Linked DNA regions of Mus musculus: all the other regions are linked to region 1. Evidence: chromatin contacts called from public ChIA-PET data. All regions are on one chromosome and are shown on one strand. The core of a region is the stretch at or near the end of the contact, and the rest is flanking DNA. Distances in the headings are between cores, read along the strand shown.

Region 1 (3,461 bases), core at 370-2,869:
CTTGTAGGCCAGCAGGGCGTGGTGTCTCCAGCGGGGTGTGGACTTTCCTGCTTGTTCTCTAACGAATAATTAACGAGCGTCAATTATCAGATGGGAAGGAGTGTGAACAACTGGGAATCAGGGTAAGGATGCTTTTCTAAAGATTCTTTACATCGGAAAGTACACAATGAGGATCCATTGGGTTCTCAGAGTTCACTCCCTCGTCGGTTTGCATTTGCTGGTTAAGAAGGAGGCCTTGGGAGCTGAGAGACAGCAGTTTCTTTTACAGGGGACCTGGACTTGGTTTCCAGCACTCACATGGTGGCTCGGAACTGTCTGCAACTCCAGTTCCAAGGCACCTGCTCAATGCTGTCGTCTGGTCTCCTCAGCTCCTGCAATTGAATGGTCCACATAAATTCATGCAAGCATACATGTATACAGAGCAAATCCTCACACATACACAACAATAAAATAAATAAATGTAATTTTATAATTTTCATGTGGCTTTACTAGAATATTAAGTGAATTAAAGGCCCCATCCTAGGATGTTAGAGAGGATCTACTACTACCAAAGCTGCAAACCCAGCACTCAGGAACTAGAGGCAGAAAGACCTGGGTTCAAGGTCATCTCAGCTAGGAAGCTCCTTTCTTTACAAAAACAAAAATGAGATTTATGTATTTTATGTATGTGAGTATACTGTCTCTTTCTTCAGACACTCCAGCAGAGGGCATCAGATCTCATTACAGATGGTTGTGAGCCACCATGTGGTTGCTGGGAATTGAACTCAGGACCTCTGGAAGAGGTGCTCTTAACCTCGGAGCCAGCTCTCCAGCCCTAGGAGGCTCGTTCTAGTTAACCAAAGCTCAGCTGGTAAAGGGGGCTTCCTAACATACACAAGCCTGGGGTTCCTTCCCAGCACTATGTGCACAGGGAGTAGTAACATGGAGCCCGCCCAGCAGGTAGAGGCAGGGCAGATGTTCAAGGTCACTTGGTGTGATAGTGCATGCCTTTAATCCCAGCCTGGTCTACAGAGCCAGTTCCAGTACAGCCAGAGCTACATGGAGAAACTCTGTCTAAAAAAAAAAAAAATCAAGGTCATTGTTTGGTCACACAGCAAGTTCAAGATCACCCTGGGCTACTCTTTAAAGGCTGTACCTTGAAACGGACTGGAGGGTTAATTAACTTCCCTGGGTTTCACTTTTGTCAATCTGTAAAATCGGCTCGTAACGCCACCAGCATCAGAGAGCCTGAGGTCTGTACAAAGTAAAGGTGTAGCACACTGCCCCTCTGTAGGAAGCCCCAGTGCTCACTGCCCCTGTAGGAAGCTCCTGTGCTCAATGCCCCTCTGTGGGAAGCTCCTCCCTCTGTAGGACGCCCCACCCTCTGTAGGAAGGAAGCCCCACCCTCTGTAGGAAGGAAGCCCCTGTGCTCACATCTCAGCTGACCAAGCCAATAGCTAGTCTTTCGGTTGTCCTTCGACTGTGGTGGTTTGAACGAGAAATGCTCCCATAGGCTCACGTATTGAACACTTGGTTTCCAGCTGGTGGTGGATCTGCTTGGGAAGACTTTAGACAGTGCCGCCTTATGAGAGGAAGTGCGTCATCACTGGAGTTTGGCTCGGAGAGTCTGAAAAGCTCAGCATTACAGTTCATTCCATCTGCTTCCTGCTCCCGCAGGCCACGCCTCCCTACCATGGTGGACTCTCTAGAACAAGAAGCCAAATGAACCTTTCCTTTTATAAACTGCCTTGGTCATGGTGATTTATCTCGGCAGCCGGAAGGCACTAACGACAACGGCGCCCTTTTGGTCTGCGCTGCCTCTAAACCCTGAAGGCGGTTCTGGAGGTTCTGCGTGGCGCTGACTGCTCTGTTTCACAAGCCCTCTCTTCCTTTGCATCTCAGCTGTATCCCTTTGCCAAGTGACCATTTCAACAGAGACACAACCTCCTTTTCCAAACACAGTGAGAAGGGAGGGGATGGGACCTAACTAGCACTCCCTTAAAATCTAAAGTTTCCAAAATACTACACCTGAGGGAGTCCCTGTGAACACTCCTGCTTAGAATAGAAGAAGGACGGACGTCTCTGACTTCTTCTGACTCTGTCTGTCTGTGAAGACCAATCGGAACAAGTGTACTAACACAGCTAGAAAAGCTGGAAAAGTGCCAAAGATGCTTGCCCAACGTCAGAGAACAATCCAAATAACATCTATTGCTGGAGAGAAGCTATAGACAAGCAAGCCGAGCTGGCTCTAGAGTCTCTCTTCCCTGTGAACACTATCCAGATCAAGCTCAAGCTGGAGACACTGGGTACTGAGCCAGCCGTATCCATCTAAGAGGCTGGGAGGACTGCATTTGGACTTGGGAAGAGCAGAGCAGCCCAGAGGGGTACAAATTCTTGGAATGAAAAGAAAAAGGAACTTCAGAGATATGAACTTCATAGCCTATGTGGGTTTCCTGCCCAAAGTTGAAAAACAAACAGAAAACCACTGAGAGATGAGAATCTGGGCTCACTTTTCAATATTCTCCTTGTTAGCCAGCCGACTGACTAACTCAAAAGACATCTTCTCTGAACGTCAGAAAAATGATCTTTAGTGAATACATCTTGGGGTGAAGTCATCCTAGATCTGGGGTGTTCTCTGCAGCAGCAACTGTTGTGGTAAGAAGGGTGAGGACAAAGAGCCATGCATCACGTGACAGGGAGTCCGAGACCAAGGCTTGCCTGGGGTCAAAGATGAAAAGGACTGGGGGTGGGGGGGAGCCTGCTGTGCCCTGCTGAGATGCTTAGCCCAGGTTTCCTCGGTAGCCTCAGGAATCCAAGGGAGGTCCTTTCTCTTAGCTATAAGCCTTCCAGTCTGTAGTCATTTCTTCCCATCAGTCCCAGGAAACAGTTCCAGTTTCTTGGTGCTGAAGGTGTAGAACTGAGAACTTGGGCGGCTGTCAGAAAATGGGCAGCCCAGGCTAGGCACTGAGGCCCGGCAGCATCTGACCCCCAGAGAGGAGGAAGCAGCATCAGTCTGAACATGAAACAAATCTTTTTAAGGTGAAGATACTAAGTGTGGTTTTGGATTGGGTGGGATCCAGTGTATTGATCTAACACAAGTACAGTGTGGGTAATTGAAGGCTTCATCTGTCAATCACCTTCCTGTGGTAAAACACCGTAACCAAGGCCTGAGAGAAGAAGGGTTTATTTGGGTTTTGCTTCTGGAGAATAAATGGTGTTGGAGCGGAGGTGGCAGGCGCCTAGAGCAGCCGCTGAGAGCTCACATCTCAAACCACAGACAGAAAGCTCCCCTGCTAAGATACGTAGAGAAACTTCAGAATAAGCAAGAAAGAAAAGGTCTTGTCTTTTAGGATCTGCAAGGCTATTTTCTCCTGTCTTTGGAATAAGGACCTCACACCTTTATTCTGGACTATTCCCCACTGTGTCTTAAGGCAGAGCTCAAGTGAGGAGGAGTCAGGGTAACAGAAGGGAGGGGAGGAGAA
Region 2 (3,805 bases), core at 621-3,120, 160 kb after region 1:
TCCACCTGATGCGGGGCATGGGAGATGCCCTCACTTCCACAAATGCCCCTAAGGTTGGCAGCCACCGGTGAAAGGAGGAAAAAAGGGCCCAAAATAAGGGCTGTGCAAGCATTCTACGGGCCTCCCGCAGGAGTGCAGGTTCTCGCCTGAGATTCACAGTCGCGGATCACAACACCCAAGCATCTTGGATCTCCTCTACAGATATCGAGGAAAGCTAAAAGTCAGATTATATCTTGTTTGGTTCGTTTGAGATGACAAAGCTCCATGGATTGTTTTCAAAAGTGGAGAGGACACTAAACGAAGGAGAGAGGATTAAAAGCTCCAGAAAAGGGAGAAGGCAGAACTTGCATAAGCTTCTACCTCGCACTCTGCACCTCGTTCCAAGCATAAGGACCCTCCCTCATGGGGCCAGGCAGAGCCTAGGTGTTACCTGCTGACCAGCCAAACAAGCTTGGAAGGAACTCTAAGGTCTAAAATGTTAGTAAGACCTCACCTGAGACAGCGTCCTCCCCCTCTGCTGAACTTTCCCCTCCCTCCACCGTCCTGGGCCTCTCAAGCCTCCAGATGGCTCTGTGGGCCGGGGCGGCTCCCAGGGCAGCTGAGTTCTTACTGCAGTGCCACCAACTCCTCTGCAGTCCATGGAGTTACTGACTTAAACAGCCAACCAGTTATTTAACCAGTATTCAGACAGGGCTTCACATATTCCAAGCTGGTCTTGGAATCTACTACACACTTGAAGACAGCCTTGGGTTCCCAATCTTCCAGCCTCTGCCTCCCAAAAGCTGAGATGGCAGGTGGGTACTACCACACTGGGCCATCCCAGCTCCCCCAAAGTCTGGCTGTTTGGCTTGGAAGTGACCCCAGGACACAGTTCCTTCCAGGGGAAGCATTTAAACATTCACCCAGACAACTGCTCCCCACTTCCACCCACGACAGTGGCTACTTAGTATGAGAGGGCCACGGGGCCCACGCAGATTTCCCTGGGTGCCAGAGGGAGTTCTGGCCATCCGTCCCTAGGGCAACCCTGGAGAAGTCGAGAACTTCGCATGACACCGTGTGCTGTGAATAAGACTCTCCCGTGGCATGGAACATCCGCAGGGAAAAGCGAGTTTACCTTCCGACTGAACAGCACCTCCAGGAGGCATAAAGGGCTTAAAGGAGAGAACGTGAGAGCTCAAAATAAAAGAAGTCAGCCAGCAAGGGAGTATCCCAGCCTGAAGGACTTCAGGTACCTTCCTGTCCAGCCTCCATGCAAGCCCTAAGGCTGGGAAAGCCCCTGTGGCTACTTGTATGTAGATTCCTGTATTTACCTCATTTGAGAAGGAGTTTATTACTTAAAAAAATAAGCTCCTTCCCAGCACTCGGGAGGCAGAGGCAGGCGGATTTCTGAGTTCGAGGCCAGCCTGGTCGACAAAGTGAATTCCAGGACAGCCAGGGCTACACAGAGAAACCCTGTCTCGAAAAACAAAAACAAAAAACAAAAACAAAACAAAAAACAAAAAAACAAACAAAATAAGCTCCTAACAGTGGGGGTGGGGCTGTCCCTGACTCTTTTGCCTACTTGTAGGACCCTTTTCCTCCTACTGGCTGCCTTGTCCAGCCTAGACGTAATGATATGTGCTAGGTCTTACTGTAATGACTCTGGTGGGTTGATGTCCCTGGGAGACCTGATCTTTTCTGAGGAGAGGCAGAGGTGGGGAGGAAGAGACGGGGAGGCATGGGGTGGGAGGGAGAACTGTGGTTGGGATGTGATATATGAGAAAAGAATAAAAAGAAAGAATTGCAATATTAGACATTCTTAAGCCACAGATACAGCATAGCCCTCTCACCTTACAAACAAGGAAGCTGGCCCAGACAGGCTGAGAGAGTCACTTTGCACCCCAGGCTGTTAAAAGTAGCCCAAGGTTTCCAGGCTGTTAACATGGCCACCTGCCCCACCAGGCACTTTCGGTTTTGGGTAAACGCTGCACACATACACACACATTCTCCAGCTCCAAACTGTGAAAACTCCATTACCATTCCGGTGACCTCTGGAACCCACAGGCAGGACTAGGCTCCCATCCTCTCTGGACTCTTCCTGCTCCCCATGCCCTTCCCACGGCCTAGGAGAAGCTCCTCTACCAGCCACTGACCTCACCCTTCTCCTTGCTAATTTGAATACTCTTCGGGGAGTGTTAGCATTTTGTCTAAACTGAAAATGATGAATGACTTCTTGTGCAACGCAGAAAGTATGTGGCTTTGGGCTCTCCAAGTGACGGAATACCCTCCATGCAGAAACAGACCTCTCTGTCCCCGAGGTGTGCCCGCGTATAAGAACCTGGTAAGGGGCAGGTGAGAACCATGAAGCTCTTGCTCCAAAACAGGTGTTTTATTTGAAAGAAAAACAAAGGTTGTAAATAAGCCTTAAAACAAACTCAGGAAAGAGGAAGTGAGGAGAGGCGACCTAACAAACAGGGGAAATAGCTGCTTCATTACCCAACACGATATTACAGTTATTTTTTCTTTACACATTTACAGGGTTTTAATACAATGCATTTGTAAACCCACCCACTGCTCAGCCTCTGTCTCCATACTACGTGGACACAGGTGAGTGAGTGGTCACACCTCCGAGAACACACTCGTGAACACGCCATTCTAAACCTGTCTAAACTGTTCCTAATTAGGACTCGTGTTAACCCCTAAACCAACGTTTGAGAAGTTTTTCTTATCACATGTGTCTGACTGCACCAGACCTGTAGACCTACTCACAGCCTCCCCTGGCTGTAGGCTCACAGCCTTCTCGGGGAGTAGTCTTAGGCTCGCCACCCAGTGATGTGTCCACCTAGGACCAGAAGTACAACCGGATCTCATGCTGGTCAGAAATCATGTTAAGCATTAAAGAAAAACTCTAAATATTCCGAGTCTTGCTTTTTCTCAGTTTCCACATCAATGGCTGGCTGTGTGTACTCTCCAAGAAAGGAATGCGATCATCTTGGTTACAGACAAACAGATTAAACGACTGCCGACCAACCTTCCACCTTCACACCACATGCCCTCCCTGCAAAGGGCCGAGCACACAGCTACCTTTCCTAGTGGCATGAACAGGCACCGACGAACCTGACATTTTCACAACTCATGGGAAGTCATGAGATCTGGCCTGGGCCCCAGTAGCCAAACATCCCTGGCTGACTTGCCAGGACATAGCCAGATGTCTAGTGAGCATATCCGGGTTGGCCCAGGTCAGGTCATGGCTCTGTTACTATGGGCTAACTTGTCTGTACCCTATAGACTCCAGATAAAACACTTCCAGCCACCAGAGGGGTTCAGGTCACTTGTAAATGGCAGCCGCCTCTATAGCTTCTTTCTCTAAGATGAGCGTGAGCTACAAGGATGAGGTTTTAACCACGTCCTCCAGATTGATTCCCTTATTGGCTGTTTCTCTTTATTAAAGATTTATTTATTCCATGTGATTACACTGTCGCAGTCTTCAGACACACCAGAAGGTGGCATCGGATCCCATTATAGATGGTTGTGAGCCACCATGTGGTTGCTGGGAATTGAACTCAGGACCTCTGGAAGAGCAGTCAGTGCTCTTAACCTCTGAGCCATCTCTCCAGCCCTTGGCTGTTTCTCTCTCTCTCTTTTTTTTTTTCTTTCTTTTTACTTCTTTCTTTGCTTCATATGAGACAGGCTAGCCTTAAACTCACCATGTAACTGTGATCCTGAACTACCTGCACTGTGGTTACAGGTGTGTGAGGCCACATCAGGTTTATACAGTTCTGATAATTAGGTACAAGCACCTCACCCCACTAACTGGTACCTGTGT
Region 3 (3,727 bases), core at 978-3,477, 190 kb after region 1:
TCACACGGACAGGGATGGTATGAGATGGAAGGTGGGGGTGGCTCTAAATCCCAGCTGGCCTAGCCGTTCCACAGGAGCCGCCAGAGACTCCAGTGTGTCCTCCTCCTTGTTGCCCTCCCTCGGACAGAGATTAGAAGGCAGGGGAACAAGACAGTTTTCACTGAAAAAAGAAGTCTGCTTTTATTTATAAAATTATTATCTTTTTACATAAAATAAATGTTTAAGTTTTCCTACACAACATCACAGAAATGGGTTCCTTCTCTGTTTTTTCCTTACAAAATGTGTGTCTCCCACGGCATACCCCACAGTGATGCTGCATTCCTGCCAACACTTCTACTGGATGGAGGGCTGACAGGAAGGCCACCATGTAATGCTAGCCCATAATGTATCTTACATCAAGCGTTCGGCCCGTCAGCCTGACCTTCGCTGGCCCCTGTATGGGTTTATTCATGGAGAAGTAGTGCGGAGGGTTCTGGGTCACCCCAGCAGGAACAGGGCTCCAGTCGTGACTAGTCCAGCAACGCCTTCTGCTCACACGGGTGAGCACCAGTGAGGCACCCACACACCAACCCTGGAGCTCACTAGTAAGCCGGGCAGCCATGACTGTGACATGCCACTCACAGGAGTCAAACAGCCCACTGGCAACGCTACACCCCCTAAACCAGCGGTTCCCAACCCTCCCAATGCTGCGACCCTTTAGTATAGTTCCTCATGCTCTGGTGACCCCCAACCATAAAATTATCTCAATGCCGCTTTATAACTGAAGTTTTGCTACTGTCATGAATCAAAATATAAATATCTGATATGGAGGATATTTGCTACCCAGATTGAGGATGACTGCTCCCAATAATTAAGTCAGATGTCAAATTTCAACCAAGTGTCAGAGTCCAAACAATCAGGTTTTAAGTACATGTGAGAGGCTTCCAAAGTTGATGACACACTAGCTTGTTTTTTTACTTATTAATAACTAGCTTGGCTCAATATGAAAGTAACATACATCTATCATAGACAATTTTGAAAAATATAAAGAAAACTTTGAAGTGTTATTAAATTACATTAAGCTTACCACCAGAATGTGTATGTATGTATGTATGTATATATATATATATATATGTATATGTATATGTATATGTATATGTATATATATATACACACACACATATATATGCATTTGTACATGTGTGTATGTTTGTATATAAGTGTGTTTGTGTGTGTATATGTGTTTGTGTATGTATATGTTTGTTTGTGCATGTATGTATATGTATATGTATGTGTATGTGTATACATGTACACGTGCATATGTGTATGTGTATACACGTGTATGTTTTTGTGTGTACATGTGTGTGCATGTGCTTGTGTGTGCATGTGTGTATACGTATGTGTATACACGTGTATATGTTTTTGTGTGTACATGTGTGTGCATGTGCTTGTGTGTGCATGTGTGTATACGTATGTGTATTGTGTGTGCGTATACATGTGCATATGTCTACACACCGTGGCTCTTCCAGTCTTCTTTTAGTGGACCCAGGTACACAGCATGCGGTGTTGTTGGTTTTCAATATACTGGCCTCAGCTGCAGGCCTGACCTTCCACCTGTCCCTGGGAGGATGGATCAGATGTAAAGACCCATGTCGGAAGGAAGGCAGCGTGGCAAGGGAGCCGCCCCTCAGCAGAGCCCTGCTTTGCCCTGCCTTCCCAGTGGTCTCACCAGTCACCATGGTGGGGCTTTACTAAGGTGGTCCAATGCAGGTCTTGGTGTTCAGGTAGGAAGGGAATTCTCAGCAAATAGCGGACACCAAGGGTCCCCAGTTTCTCTTTGTATCACGGTGGGTGACACAGAAACATGGGGTGGAGGGGATGTCATAAATCTTGCGAGCTTCTTGCCGTCAAGAGCAGCGTCAGGGCTCAACGCTGAGTAAACACAGCTGCTCCTCAGTGGAGGTATTTAGATAATTTCTCTATTTATTTTGTTCTTTCACGTCTTGTACTAGAACGGGACTTAATATTGAATAAATGTTGAATGAATGGATGGATTTTATGAACTGTGGCATTGAAATGACTTCTACAGACCCAAAAGAAAGTGCCACCAATATAGTAGAAAATGTCCAAATTACACTATGTGACACTGATATATGGAGAATAAATTAAATTTCTGAACAGTTACAGTTAGAGGGGGTTTGTAACTCAAGTTGCCTAGCTCAGCAGCGACATCATGTGGTGAGAGCGTGGGTTTCCATGAGCAGAGAGCTTTACAGGAAGCAGGAAGTCTGCACAAACTCCTAAGGCATGCGGCAGGTCCAATGGATGGGAAAGGCCAGGATCCTCCTCCTGTACCTTTCATCCAAGAGAGGTCAATGAGACCTACTGTGCACAGATGCAGGAAGAGAGGTCAGTGAGACCTACTGTGCACAGATGTATGAAGAGAGGTCAGTGAGACCTACTGTGCACAGATGCAGGAAGAGAGGTCAGTGAGACCTACTGTGCACAGATGCAGGAAGGAAAATCAAATTGCCTCTTGGGTTTATAAACTGAGCTGCACAGGAACTTGAAGTGGCAGCCTCAGCATCGGGACAAGGGCAGGGCGAATCTTCTGTCTGCCCCCCGCCCTCCGCCCAAAAAAACCCACCTCTTACTGTTTCTATTTTCAAATAGTTTGGAGAACTTTTGCTCCAAGAAAACACAACACTTGATCAGTACTAGAAAAGGAAAAAACCCTGACCTCTGATCAGAGCGTTGAGAAATAACATCAACAAAGACACACCACGGTCACATGTGTGCTCAGTGCCCTGAATTCTCAACGTGAAACAGAAGTCAGTAAGAATGAAGCAGCCAGGAGGAATGACCATCCTCAGAGCTGACCTCAAGTCCATGAGGGAGACCGGGACCCGGAAAGAATCTCAAAACTATTCTTGCCAAGACTACATGTGTATGCTAGACAGAGCAAACATTGGCTTTCCCCTTTGACAAGAACTTCATCCCGTGGATCGTAAGTGGGTAAGCTAGCATTCCTCCAGCCAGCAAATGCCACCCCCACTGCCACTGGCTGCCACTGGACATTTTAAAGAGTCGAATTCACTCTATCTGCGTGTCTGCACACACATGTGTGCAAGTGAGTGTACATGTGTGTGGACACGTGTAGAACATGTGTGTGGTCACGTGTAGAAGCCACACGTCCTCTCATTTGTTCACCGCTGTATGTACCGAGGCGGGGTCTCTTGCTGAGCCCAGAGCTAGACAATCTGGCTCGTCAGCTTGCAGAGAGGCCCACCTCCACTCCCCACAGGCTGCAACTGCAGGCAGGCTGCTGTACCTATCCAGCTTTTTATGCAGATGTTGAGGGCACCAAGTAAGGCCCCATTGCGAAGACATCCAGAGCTTGTCCACAGTGTGTCCTCCTCAGTGCAAGAGCTGAGAGACTAAATACCCATTGCTCTTCAGGCAAAAAACTGCAGCTTAGGTATTTTAGCTGTACATGTTCTACCTAAAGAGTAGAACCTTCCCAGGAAAAGAAAACCCAAGGCTATCTTTCCTCTTCATTTCTCTGCTGTGGTCAAAAGGCCTACAGTCAGGCCTGGGAAAAGGGCAAGCAGACCAGGGGCAAGCCAGCCAGCGTTGCCCTCTGACCACTCAGGCTGCAAGCTTGCAGGGATCACACACTTAACCCCATCTCCAGTTCAATCCTCAATGCTCAGGAGAGGAAGGAAGGAGAGGGCCTAGGAGGCTGACG

Evidence for each region. ChIA-PET counts read pairs in DNA pulled down with a chosen protein or histone mark.
Region 2: a contact with region 1 is called in an RNA polymerase II ChIA-PET map of memory CD8 T cells, with 9 read pairs. The contact joins two enhancer-like sites. A contact is called at or near these places in 13 of 115 datasets of contacts at active chromatin or transcription factors (the HPC-7 cell line, bone marrow-derived macrophages, craniofacial prominence and 7 more) and 3 of 9 other capture datasets (adipose tissue, liver and pancreatic islet).
Region 3: an RNA polymerase II ChIA-PET map of CD8 T cells shows a contact between it and region 1, with 4 times the contacts expected there. The contact joins two enhancer-like sites. A contact is called at or near these places in 1 of 15 datasets of contacts at CTCF or cohesin (large pre-B cells), 11 of 484 Hi-C or Micro-C datasets (CD4 T cells, the HPC-7 cell line, bone marrow-derived macrophages and 4 more), 22 of 115 datasets of contacts at active chromatin or transcription factors (CD8 T cells, the HPC-7 cell line, T-cell acute lymphoblastic leukemia and 13 more) and 3 of 9 other capture datasets (adipose tissue, liver and pancreatic islet).

The regions. Positions count from the first base shown.
Region 1 is chr16:94,064,827-94,068,287 of GRCm38.p6, forward strand. The region is part of intron 1 of Gm31175 (a long non-coding RNA gene); the gene reads right to left. Among named protein-coding and RNA genes, the nearest start is that of Gm31175, 19 kb to the right of the region's middle. Within about 2 kb of position 1,620, at least 58 of the 459 cell types and tissues checked have an H3K27ac peak or open chromatin away from gene starts, as enhancers often do. A contact at or near this core is called in CD8 T cells and memory CD8 T cells, where this site is marked.
Region 2 is chr16:94,221,026-94,224,830 of GRCm38.p6, forward strand. The region is part of intron 6 of Hlcs (holocarboxylase synthetase (biotin- [propriony-Coenzyme A-carboxylase (ATP-hydrolysing)] ligase)); the gene reads right to left. Among named protein-coding and RNA genes, the nearest start is that of Hlcs, 67 kb to the right of the region's middle. Within about 2 kb of position 1,871, at least 99 of the 459 cell types and tissues checked have an H3K27ac peak or open chromatin away from gene starts, as enhancers often do. A contact at or near this core is called in memory CD8 T cells, where this site is marked.
Region 3 is chr16:94,256,719-94,260,445 of GRCm38.p6, forward strand. All of the region lies in intron 5 of Hlcs (holocarboxylase synthetase (biotin- [propriony-Coenzyme A-carboxylase (ATP-hydrolysing)] ligase)), which reads right to left. Among named protein-coding and RNA genes, the nearest start is that of Hlcs, 32 kb to the right of the region's middle. Within about 2 kb of position 2,228, at least 11 of the 459 cell types and tissues checked have an H3K27ac peak or open chromatin away from gene starts, as enhancers often do. A contact at or near this core is called in CD8 T cells, where this site is marked.